Linked DNA regions of Sus scrofa: region 2 is linked to region 1. Evidence: chromatin contacts called from public Hi-C data. All regions are on one chromosome and are shown on one strand. The core of a region is the stretch at or near the end of the contact, and the rest is flanking DNA. Distances in the headings are between cores, read along the strand shown.

Region 1 (4,649 bases), core at 1,340-3,839:
CGCCCGCTATGTGCCAGGCGCCGTGCCAAGCCTGATCTGTGTAATCCTCACAGACCCTCTGCGGTAGGCGCCTCTGCTCTTCCCCGCCCAGGGAACAGCGGGGTGTGGCCATTTGCCCAGGGTCATGCAGACTTGAACCCCCATCCCGATGCCCATTTAATCACCAAACTACAGCGCCTCCCCATCGTGTCCACATCCGTTATAGCTTCGGGGCCTCCAAACCGCTCAGGGAGACAAAACAATCACACTGGTGGCCGGCATCATGGTGTACTTAATGTGTGCCAAGCGTTCACCGCCTCATTTCACTTTCCCAGCAGCCCTAGGAGGTTTATTACCTCCATCTTACAGGTGGGGAAACTGAGGCACTGAAAGCTGAAGCACCTTGTCCACAGGCATGGAGAAGAGAGTGGCAGAGCTGGGATTCAACCCCTGCAGCCACACCCCAAAATCCATGCTCTCAGCTACAGGGCACTATTAACTCCATCCCCAAGGCAGTAATCGGCCCAGGCCTTCTCCTCCTTTCATTGTTCAGCCCACCCACATCCTGTCCCAGCATCAGTGAGGAGCTGCTTCTCTTAGCCATACCTGAAAAAAATCGATGTTCCTAGGCCTAAGCCACTGCCACATCCCTAATTTTTGCCAGACCTCCCAGAAACCCTTGCTCTCAGTGAGGGTATCCACTTGGAAATCACTGGAGGCCAGCCTCGCCATTTCCCAGATAGGGAAACCAAGACCATCAAGGTGAAAGGCTAGCCCAGGCTTTGATGGCTTTGTGGAGACTTTTAGAGGAGTTCAGTCCCCAAAGGCCCAGCTATGCCTCCTGTCCCCCACACCACAGTCAGGCCTGGGGGTGGGGGGTGCACACCAAGGAGGGGCAGGAAGTGCTGAGAAGCAGAGCGGGCTCCTGTCCCCAGTGGCGGCGGCGGGTGTCTGGGGCAGGAGGAGGCTATCTGATCCCTTCCCCACTGCCCCGGCCATGACCTCCTCCCTCCCTCCCTCCATCTCTCCCTCCTCCCTCATGGCCAGGGTAGCCAGCACCCTGGGCTGCTGCTGAGAACCCAGCATTCCCCAACCCGGCCTGCATTCCTGTGGGAGGAGGGGTGGGGGGGAGGTTGGGCCAAGGGCTTTAGGGACAGGGGCACCCCTGGGGCTGCCCCACCCTGCCTGGGCCAAGGCCGGGCTGTCTCCAACCTCACCATTTCCTGCCTCTGCTCTCCCCATCTCTCAGTAGCAGAGCTGCCTAAATTTGGCTCCAGGAGGGAATGGGGGAGGTGGCAGCAGGCGGGTGCTGTCAGAGGCCAGGGCGCAGCTCCCTGTCTAGCCGGCTGGCATTTTTGCTGTCTGGAGGAGGGCAGGGGGGCCTAGCAGCCCTCTCCAGGAAAGGGAGATGTTCGTACCTTCTGACATGCACTGAGTAATGTGCAAACGACATGCAAACCGAGCTTCAAATCAGCATCTCAGCCAGGGAACAGCTTGGGTGCTGCTTTTGGGATGAGAACAGAAGGACCGGTGGCCCACTCCCCAGGGGCTCCAATGGGGGCTGGGGGTGGGTACAGGGTGTCCGGGGCTGGCAGTTGAGGGATTCCGTTTCTTGCCAGGTGGAGCTTTGGGGCTTCAGATCAGTGGCTGGACCCTTGGGTCTCAGCCTAAGGGCAGGACCATGGCTTTCTCTGACTCCTCTGGCATCATGCTGGGCACACCCTGTCACACGGTTAAGCACATGGGTTTGCAGCCACTCTGCCCAGGTCTGAACCCTGGCTCTCCACCGGCCAACTCAATGCATTCCTCACCATCCCCAAACAACTCATGTGATCAACATCCCTTTTAGGACTTCCCTTCCCTAGAAGGTGGGCACAGGGGCGTGGCTGGAAAGAACAGGGGCTTTGGAATCAGACCTGGATGCCAGGTCTGGCTTGGCTAGTAAGGCTCTGTGGGTCTCACTTTCCTCCTCTAGGAAATGGGTTCGGGATCAGCTGTGATGTCCACATGAGGGCCTAGAAGGCGGTGGGGACTCTACACGTCTTCCCACCAGCAAGGTGTCATTGCTGTCTGCATTCGTTCCACTACCTTCTACTTCCCAGTCCCACCTCCCCTCTCCTCTTTGCTCTCTGTCTTGGTTTTTCTCTTGTCCTGTTGATTTCTCTCAGTTTCTCTCCTCCTGTTCCTTCTGCTTGTCACTACCTCTCAGAGTCTCAGTCTGCACATCTGCTGCAGGGGGGCAATGGGAGGTGAGGGTGAGCTCTGTTTGGGGTCTGGGGCCCAGGAGGCACTTGATGGGTGGCAGATCTCTCTGAGACCCATTTATATCCCAAATGGCCGAGAGGGGTGGGCTGTGCCCTCAGCTCTATCAGGTACAGAGTGCTGGGGCCCCGCTTCTCGGTAACTCTGTTTCACCCCAGATAACTGCTCTCCTGCCCCTCGGCCGGGGCTGATATGAGCTGAATCCAACTTCCTGCCACCCAGAAGCCACTTCCTGCCAAACTAGAGCTGATACCAGAAGAACTTGTTTTGTGTGCACAGAGCAGTCCCGCTGGGGCAGACACCCGCCTGCCCAGGGTGTGAACATTTTTTCCACTTGCCGGTCTGCCTGGTGGGGCTGGGTGGGGGAGGATGGGGACTCTGCCCTCCTCACCTCTGAACCTACCCATCCTGCCCCACCGTAGCCTCGGGGCCTGCCAGCCATCCCAGGAAGGGTGCCAAGTGGCCCTGTGGGCCCAGACAGACACGTGTAGGCAGCGATACGGTCTGACACAGCCCCACACAAGGCCCGTCTGACAGTCCCCAGAGCCACGGGGCGTTCGGGGCGAGAACTCTGGGAGACAAGTGTGTGACCCTGTGAGAAGCCGTCACACACACTCAGAGTCACATACAACCACACACAGAATCCCACACAGCCAGGTACACCTGGTCTCAGAGTCACATACGCGTGCACACAGAGCTCCCATGCTTGCCCAGCCTCCGCCTTCCAGATGTACTCATTCAACAAATGGCCTCTGAGGGTCTGCTCCGCGCCAGGCCTTGGGCTTAATCCAGAGTAAAAACTACTGGAATAGCCACAAATTATTAGCTGACCTGTGCTGGTCCCTCAGTTTCCTTATCCGTGAAATGGGGGAAACAGCCCTGCCCCCCCAGGGGTGTTGGGAGGATGAAGGAGCTCATGCGTGCAAGGCCCCTGTCCGCGTCTGGCCCACAGACAGTGCCGCCTAAGTCAGGCTATCTTAGTGAACCAGGGGGCATCCTGCACCCAGCTTCGCTGAGATCTTACATACCTTATCTCCCTGAGTCCCGGCCCAAGCCCCCGCACCTCAGGTCCTCATTCCCATTTCCACAGACGAGGACACGGAAGCTCAGGGAAGAGGCCCACAGGTCCTCAGTGGCCCCACTGACCTCATCGCCCACCACGTGGCGCTGGTGCCCCAGCCTGCCTTGCTGCCCGCCCCATCGTGCGCACACTGTTGCCTCTGCCCGGAACGCCCCTGCCACTTGCTCTTGGCATGACCGGCTCCTCCTGAGCTGCCTACTTACCCAGCTCCTCCCCAGAGCCTAGCAGCCCCTGTTCACGTCCCTCAGAGCGCTCATCGCCTGTGGAACATTGGACGCCCCACCGGACTTTAAGGTCCAAGGATCGGGCCCATTTTGTCCTGTCCTCTGGCACATAGTAGGTGCTCAACCACTTCAGAATGAAGTGAACGAAAGAAGTAGCCTGCTCCTCACAGCTCTTGAGGACAGAGTCTGGATGGAACCCAAACCAGGACACCCCGAAGCTGGAGCTCCCTCCCCGGCTCCCTTGCTTCAGACACCACCGGCAGGCACTTCAGAGCGTGTGAATGAAAGGAGGAAGGAATGAATGAAACCAGGATTTCAGGATCCCAGTCCAGTGCTCTCTGGGCCAGACCTGCTTCACTTCCTGGCAGCGTGGACGCGAGCCAAGCTCCAGCCGCCTCGGAGGGTGGCGGGCTGACGGGCCGCCTGAAGCCGGCTGTCAGGAGCTCGTCTGGCCACAGCCGCCAGCAGGGGAGACCAGCTGGCGGTGCAGGGTCCATCGGCCCAGGCCTGGAATCTGAGCCGCCCTGAGAGGCCCAGCTTCTCTCCAGGCCCCCACAAACTGGCCTTTGTTCCCCGGGCCGGCCAAGGCCCAGCAGCTCGGGCTTTCTCTCAGCCTGCGGCACCCGCGCCGAGCCGGCGGGGTAAACGGGCCAGCCTCCCCTCTGTCCGGGCCCAGGATGTCGCTTCGGCACTAAATGGAGATGTAATTTTCTATACAAATCCATGACAATTTAGATGGAGTGATTGTAATTGGCTTTTCAATGGGGGTTTTGTCCAGTGCTGGTGGCTAGAACTGGGTGGCCTGTTTGAGGCAGGCACCATTTAAATGACAATAAAGCAATAATATTGAGGACTTGTACAGTGCCCAGAGCCCCTCCTGGGCCCGAGTGGAGCCTCATGTTTATGGATCTGGTCCTTCCCTGGGGCTGTCTGGACAACCGGGTGGTTGGGGGGCACCGAGCCCGGGAGAGGGGCTATTCCAGATATAAAGGCTCCGAGGTGGCCAGGGCAGGACCCCACGTCCACTGGCCTATCTGCTCCCTCATTCATCACACGACCACTAACTAGTGCCCCCCGAGGGCTGGCATTCCAGGTGTTGGGGG
Region 2 (4,649 bases), core at 1,421-3,920, 40 kb after region 1:
TGCCTCCCAGGCAGGTGGTCCCTTGAGAGGGCTTATTATTGGTCTGGGAGCAGGGGTGGAGTCTTTCAAGGCCCCTGCTGCCAGGCAAGGCGGGTCAGTGTGGGCCTCACGAAGGAACTGAAGGCTGGCAGGACCTGGAGCCAGGCCTAGCACCCAATTTCTGCATGTGGCCTGAATGGGCGTGCGTGCACTTGCTCCGCCTTGACAGCTGTGTGGCTAAGGGGGTAAGGGGACTGATGGCCCCATGATGCCTACTCCCTAGGGGAGAGGTCAACCTGCACAGAGAAGCAGTGAGCTAGCTGCCCTGTCTGAGGGTCACCTGTCCCCAAACTGCAGGAGTGGGTGGAGTGGGGGCTTCTGCCTCAGATGAGGAAGGTTGGGCCAAGCCTCCCAGCTACCGGGGGAGGGGTAACCAGAATGGGGTGGGGGTGGAGGGCACTAACAGACCTGGGAAGCCTGGATGGCTGAAGGCAATGACCCAGGGTAGGGGGCGAGGACTCAGCCAACCATCTGGTGGGTCACTGACCTCGGAAAAAGCACACTTAGGCTGGAGACTCTAGCCCAAGATGGGGGAGAAGCGAGGAGGGTAGGGAACTGGCAGAGTGGGGAGGACTGACCTAGGCTGGGGAGAGGCAATGACCCCTACTCCCAGTGTGGGAAAGTGGGCACTGATTTGGGCTGGGGGGAGGGGTCCCCGACTCGATCGGAGGAGGGGACAATGACCCAGACTCCCCTGGTTTGGCGGAGAGCACTGATTTAGGCTGGGAGGTCCCTGACTCGAGCGGGGTGGGACATTGCCCCAGCTGCCCCCTCTGGGAATCCAGCCCCGGCGCGCCCCTCGGCCCGGCCCCCAGCTCCCGGTCCGGCCGGAGGCGGCAGCGGCGCAGATGGGCTGCTGGCGGCCGCAGCGGCAGCGGCGCGGTTATCAGCGCTCCTCGCAGATGGGCCGCCCGCCCTCCGCGCTCGCGGCTCCCCACTCCCCGCGGCCTGCAGCCCCGTCCCTGGGCGCGGGGGGAGGCGCCTCTGGATCCGCTCCCCGGCTCCCGCCTCCCTCCCTGGCGGCCCCCTCACCCCGCGGGCCCGGCCCGGGCGGCCGCCGGAGGGGGAGGGGGAGGGGACAAGTGCACTTTTCGTAACGACCGAATCAATTGTGTGTGAAGAGCCCGCTCCGGCCGGGGACTGGGCTGAGCGCGGGGCGGGCGGGCCGGACGGGGGAGGAGCACGGAGGGGGGAGCGAGGGAGCGAGGGAGGGAGGGAGGCCGGCGCGGGGCGGCCCCGCTCGCTTGCTCGGGCCGGGCGAGGCCGGGGAGGGAGCGAGGGGGGCAGGGAGGGAGGCTGGCCCGGCCCGGCCGGGCCGGGGGCTGAACGCACTAATGGAGGGTCTCCGCGACGGAAAGTTCAAAGCTCAGCAGCGCCCCGGGAGCAGCCGCCCCCCCAGCCCCCACCCGCTGCAGAACAATGAGGTCCCGGCGGGGGAGCCGCGGGGCCCGCGCCGCACGCCCTCTCCAGGGCGCCCCGGGCCGGAGGGGACGCCCCCGCCCGGCCGCCCGCCTCCTCCCTCTCGGCGGCTGCGGTTCCCCGCCCCCTCCCCCACGCCACCCCGCCCGGACCGGGCCGGCCCCGGGGACGGGGGAGGGGAGGGGATGGATAGGTCAGGCCGCCCCCGTCCCAGGGAGGGGGGAGCTAGGGGCCCGGGGGGCGGAGGGGGCGCCCCACCCACCCGCGGGAGGCTGCTCCTGCGCCAGGCTGCGGCTCGGGCTGCCCCTCCCCGGGCCAGCCCCGGGTGGGGTCGGAGAGACTGTGCCCCTGCGGGCCCCCTCCCCTGGCGCTGGGAAGCCGAGCGGACTCCCCGTCCCGTGGCCGCCCCTGCCCCCCCCACCGCGGCACCACCCTCCACACACACACACACACACACACACACAACACACACAGACACACACCGCCCAGCCGGCCCGGGGGCGGGAGCGCGAGGCGCCCGGGACAGGCAGCCCCGGGGCGGGCGGGGGGAGGCTCGGGCTTCGGAGCAGCCGCCTGCTGGCGGGGGGAGGGGACGGGAGGACGGAACATGCTGGGGTGAGCAGCCCGGGACAGCCCGCCCGGCACCGCCACGGCCCCGGCAGCGGCGCAGAGGGGGGCAGGGACGCCCCGAACCCGGAGCGCTGCCCGGGCGGGCTGGGGCGGGCGGGTGAGCAGGGACGCGTGCGCCTCGGGAGGACGAGACCCACGGACAACCTCAGGGACACACGTTCGGACACACATCCACACCCCCACCCCGCCCCCGCCCGCCCCGAGCCCCGCGGCGGGACCGGCCCGTGGCCGCCGCGCGCGCACTCACCGAGCCCGTCTTGACCGGCACATACACCACTTGGCCCATCTTGGGTTCCCGGCCGCTGCCCAGGCGGAAGCCCTTGGAGCGCACCCAGAACTGGAACTTGCCTTTCTCGCCGGCTGCCGGGCCGCTGCCCGCGCCGGTCCCGCCGCCGCCCTGCAGGACCTCGGCGATCCGCTGGTATTTGCTGCGTGTCACCGTCTTGGTTTTGGCCGAGTCGCCGTAGGTGCGCAGGCACCAGTCCCGGAACTGGCGGCCCAGCTCCGAGTCCCCGGGGCTGCGCTCGCGCTCCCAGCCCCCGCGCAGCAGCAGCGTCGGCTTCGGCATCCTCCCGCCGCGCCCGGCGCCCTCGGGGGCGGGCCGGCCGCCGGGCCGCCCGGTGCCGGGACTGGGCTGGGCTGGGCCGGGCCGAGCCGGGGCGCGCCGCGGCTCGGGCTGTCCCGCGGTGTGGCTCCGGCGCGGCTGCTTGATGGGCACGGGCGGCGGCCGGACGCGCGGGGCTGCGGCGCGCTCTGTCCTGCTCGGGCGGCGGCGGCGGCGTTGGCGGCGGCGGCTCCGGCTCGCCTCCTGCTCCGCCTCCTCCTCCCCCCCGGCCGGGATGCAGGAGCGATGGAGGCAGCTCCGGGCCCGGAGGTGCAGAGGGGGCGGGCCGCCCCGCGGGCGGCCGGGGGAGGCGGGAGGCGGGGAGCGGCCCCGGGCGCGGGGAGCGAGACCGAGCCTGGGCGCGGGCGGCGGCGGCGGCGGCTGTCAGCTCGCGCGGCTCATCCTGCTCCTGCTCAAGCTCCCGCTGCCGCTGCTCTTCCTCCTCCTCCTCCTCCTCCTCCTCCCGCGCCCGCCTCCACCACGCCGCGGGATCCCACCTGTTAGAGCGTCGCAGCCTTCGCCGCCAACCCCCCCCCCCTGCTTCTCGCGCCCGCCCGCGGGGCCCAGCCCCCGCCCCGGCCCGGCCCCTGGGGGCGCGGGGGCCGCCGCGCCCGCAGCCGCCCGGGAGGGCGGGAGCCGCAGGCGCGCGGTGCCCAGCCCAGGGACCGAGTTCCCTCTGGCCGGGCCTGGCCCCGAGCCTCGCAGGCCGCGCTCCGCCGGGACCGGGCGGTCTCGCAGGGAGTAGGGCGCAGACCCCGCCCGGCCACTAGGGTTCCTGCCTCCCCGGGGGGCCCCCGCCCGATTTTAGCCGGGCGCGGGTGGTACAGGGCAGGGCCCCTTCCCTTCTTCCCGGCGACTGGCCTGACCTCTCCAAGTGTGAGCCCGGCGCCAGAGGAGCAGTGTTCCCCTGGGGAACCCCAAATCACCACCCTTCTGGGAGCCCCAAACTTCCTCCCGCCTCACCTCGAATTCTCCCAAGTTTGGCTATCCTTGCTTCTGCCATCGCCACTGCTCTGGGACAGCCCCGAGCCCCAGGGAAGTCATCAACATTGACCGGTGGCCTCACTCAGGCCAGCCATGTCAAGGCTTGGGGCAGTGCTCAACCCACCACAAATTCATCCTTATACACCCTGCCTTCCCCAGGTGCACCGTGACCTAGACTCGCTGACTGAGTAAGCTCAGGTGGACCTGCCATCACCCTCCTCCCTGGGCAGGACTGACCTTGGGTAGAGCCAGCCCCCTCCCCCTTAAGGAGATTACTAACATAAATAAAGGCATAGGCCAATTCCCCAGCATTTCTGCCCTCCTTTCTTAACGGGTCTGAGAAATTGCTGAACTTCTTTTCCTGCTGTTCCCTAGAGTCCCTCCCAAAGGTCCCCAGGCCACTCCTGCAGGCAAGTCACCACCCAAGACTGAGTCCCAGATTGTGGCCAGTGCAGGACCATTTTCCGCCTAGGGACTACTAGCTACCTTCATCCCAAGGTCCCCCACCCTGGTTCCTAGAGAGTCCCAGGTCCTGGCAACTCTGAGAGGCAGAGAGGACTGGCCTATTTTACAGATGAAGGCCTGGGGCTTGGAGAGGTGACCTGACCTGGCCAAGGTCATGCAGGGAAGAGAGGAGGGCTCTGGTTCTGGTCTGTCTGGCTCTGGCTCGGGTCTGTCTGGCTCCTGCCACCACATCACACATGAAATCTCCCCCCTGGCCTCCCGCTGGGAGGGATCCCCCTCACTGTATGTGGCTGGCTTACTTCCCCCAGTAGACTAGGAGCTCCAGATGCACAGGGCCCATATCTGACTCATCCCTGTATCCCAGGCCCTAGCACAGCACCTGGCACACAGTAGGTGCCAATAACTGCTGAAAGAACCCAAGAGGTCTTCCAAGTCCCAACCTCTCTCTGCATTTCACATAGATTTATTTTTAGATAATTTACATTTCCATGTTACTTTATATATACCA

The links. A called contact is a pair of places that touch in the nucleus more often than the background predicts.
Region 2: a Hi-C map of fetal liver shows a contact between it and region 1, with 2.2 times the contacts expected there. The contact joins the promoter of NOL4L here to the enhancer-like site in region 1. A contact is called at or near these places in 6 of 47 Hi-C or Micro-C datasets (blood, fetal heart ventricle, fetal liver and 1 more) and 2 of 2 datasets of contacts at active chromatin or transcription factors (alveolar macrophages and skeletal muscle).

The regions. Positions count from the first base shown.
Region 1 is chr17:36,158,247-36,162,895 of Sscrofa11.1, forward strand. The region is part of intron 1 of NOL4L (nucleolar protein 4-like); the gene reads right to left. Among named protein-coding and RNA genes, the nearest start is that of NOL4L, 40 kb to the right of the region's middle. Within about 2 kb of position 2,590, at least 31 of the 83 cell types and tissues checked have an H3K27ac peak or open chromatin away from gene starts, as enhancers often do. A contact at or near this core is called in alveolar macrophages, fetal liver, liver and 1 more, where this site is marked.
Region 2 is chr17:36,198,365-36,203,013 of Sscrofa11.1, forward strand. NOL4L (nucleolar protein 4-like) reads right to left here and starts at 2,671. Exons shown (of 11, transcript XM_021077429.1): 1 at 2,336-2,671. The coding sequence starts at 2,656.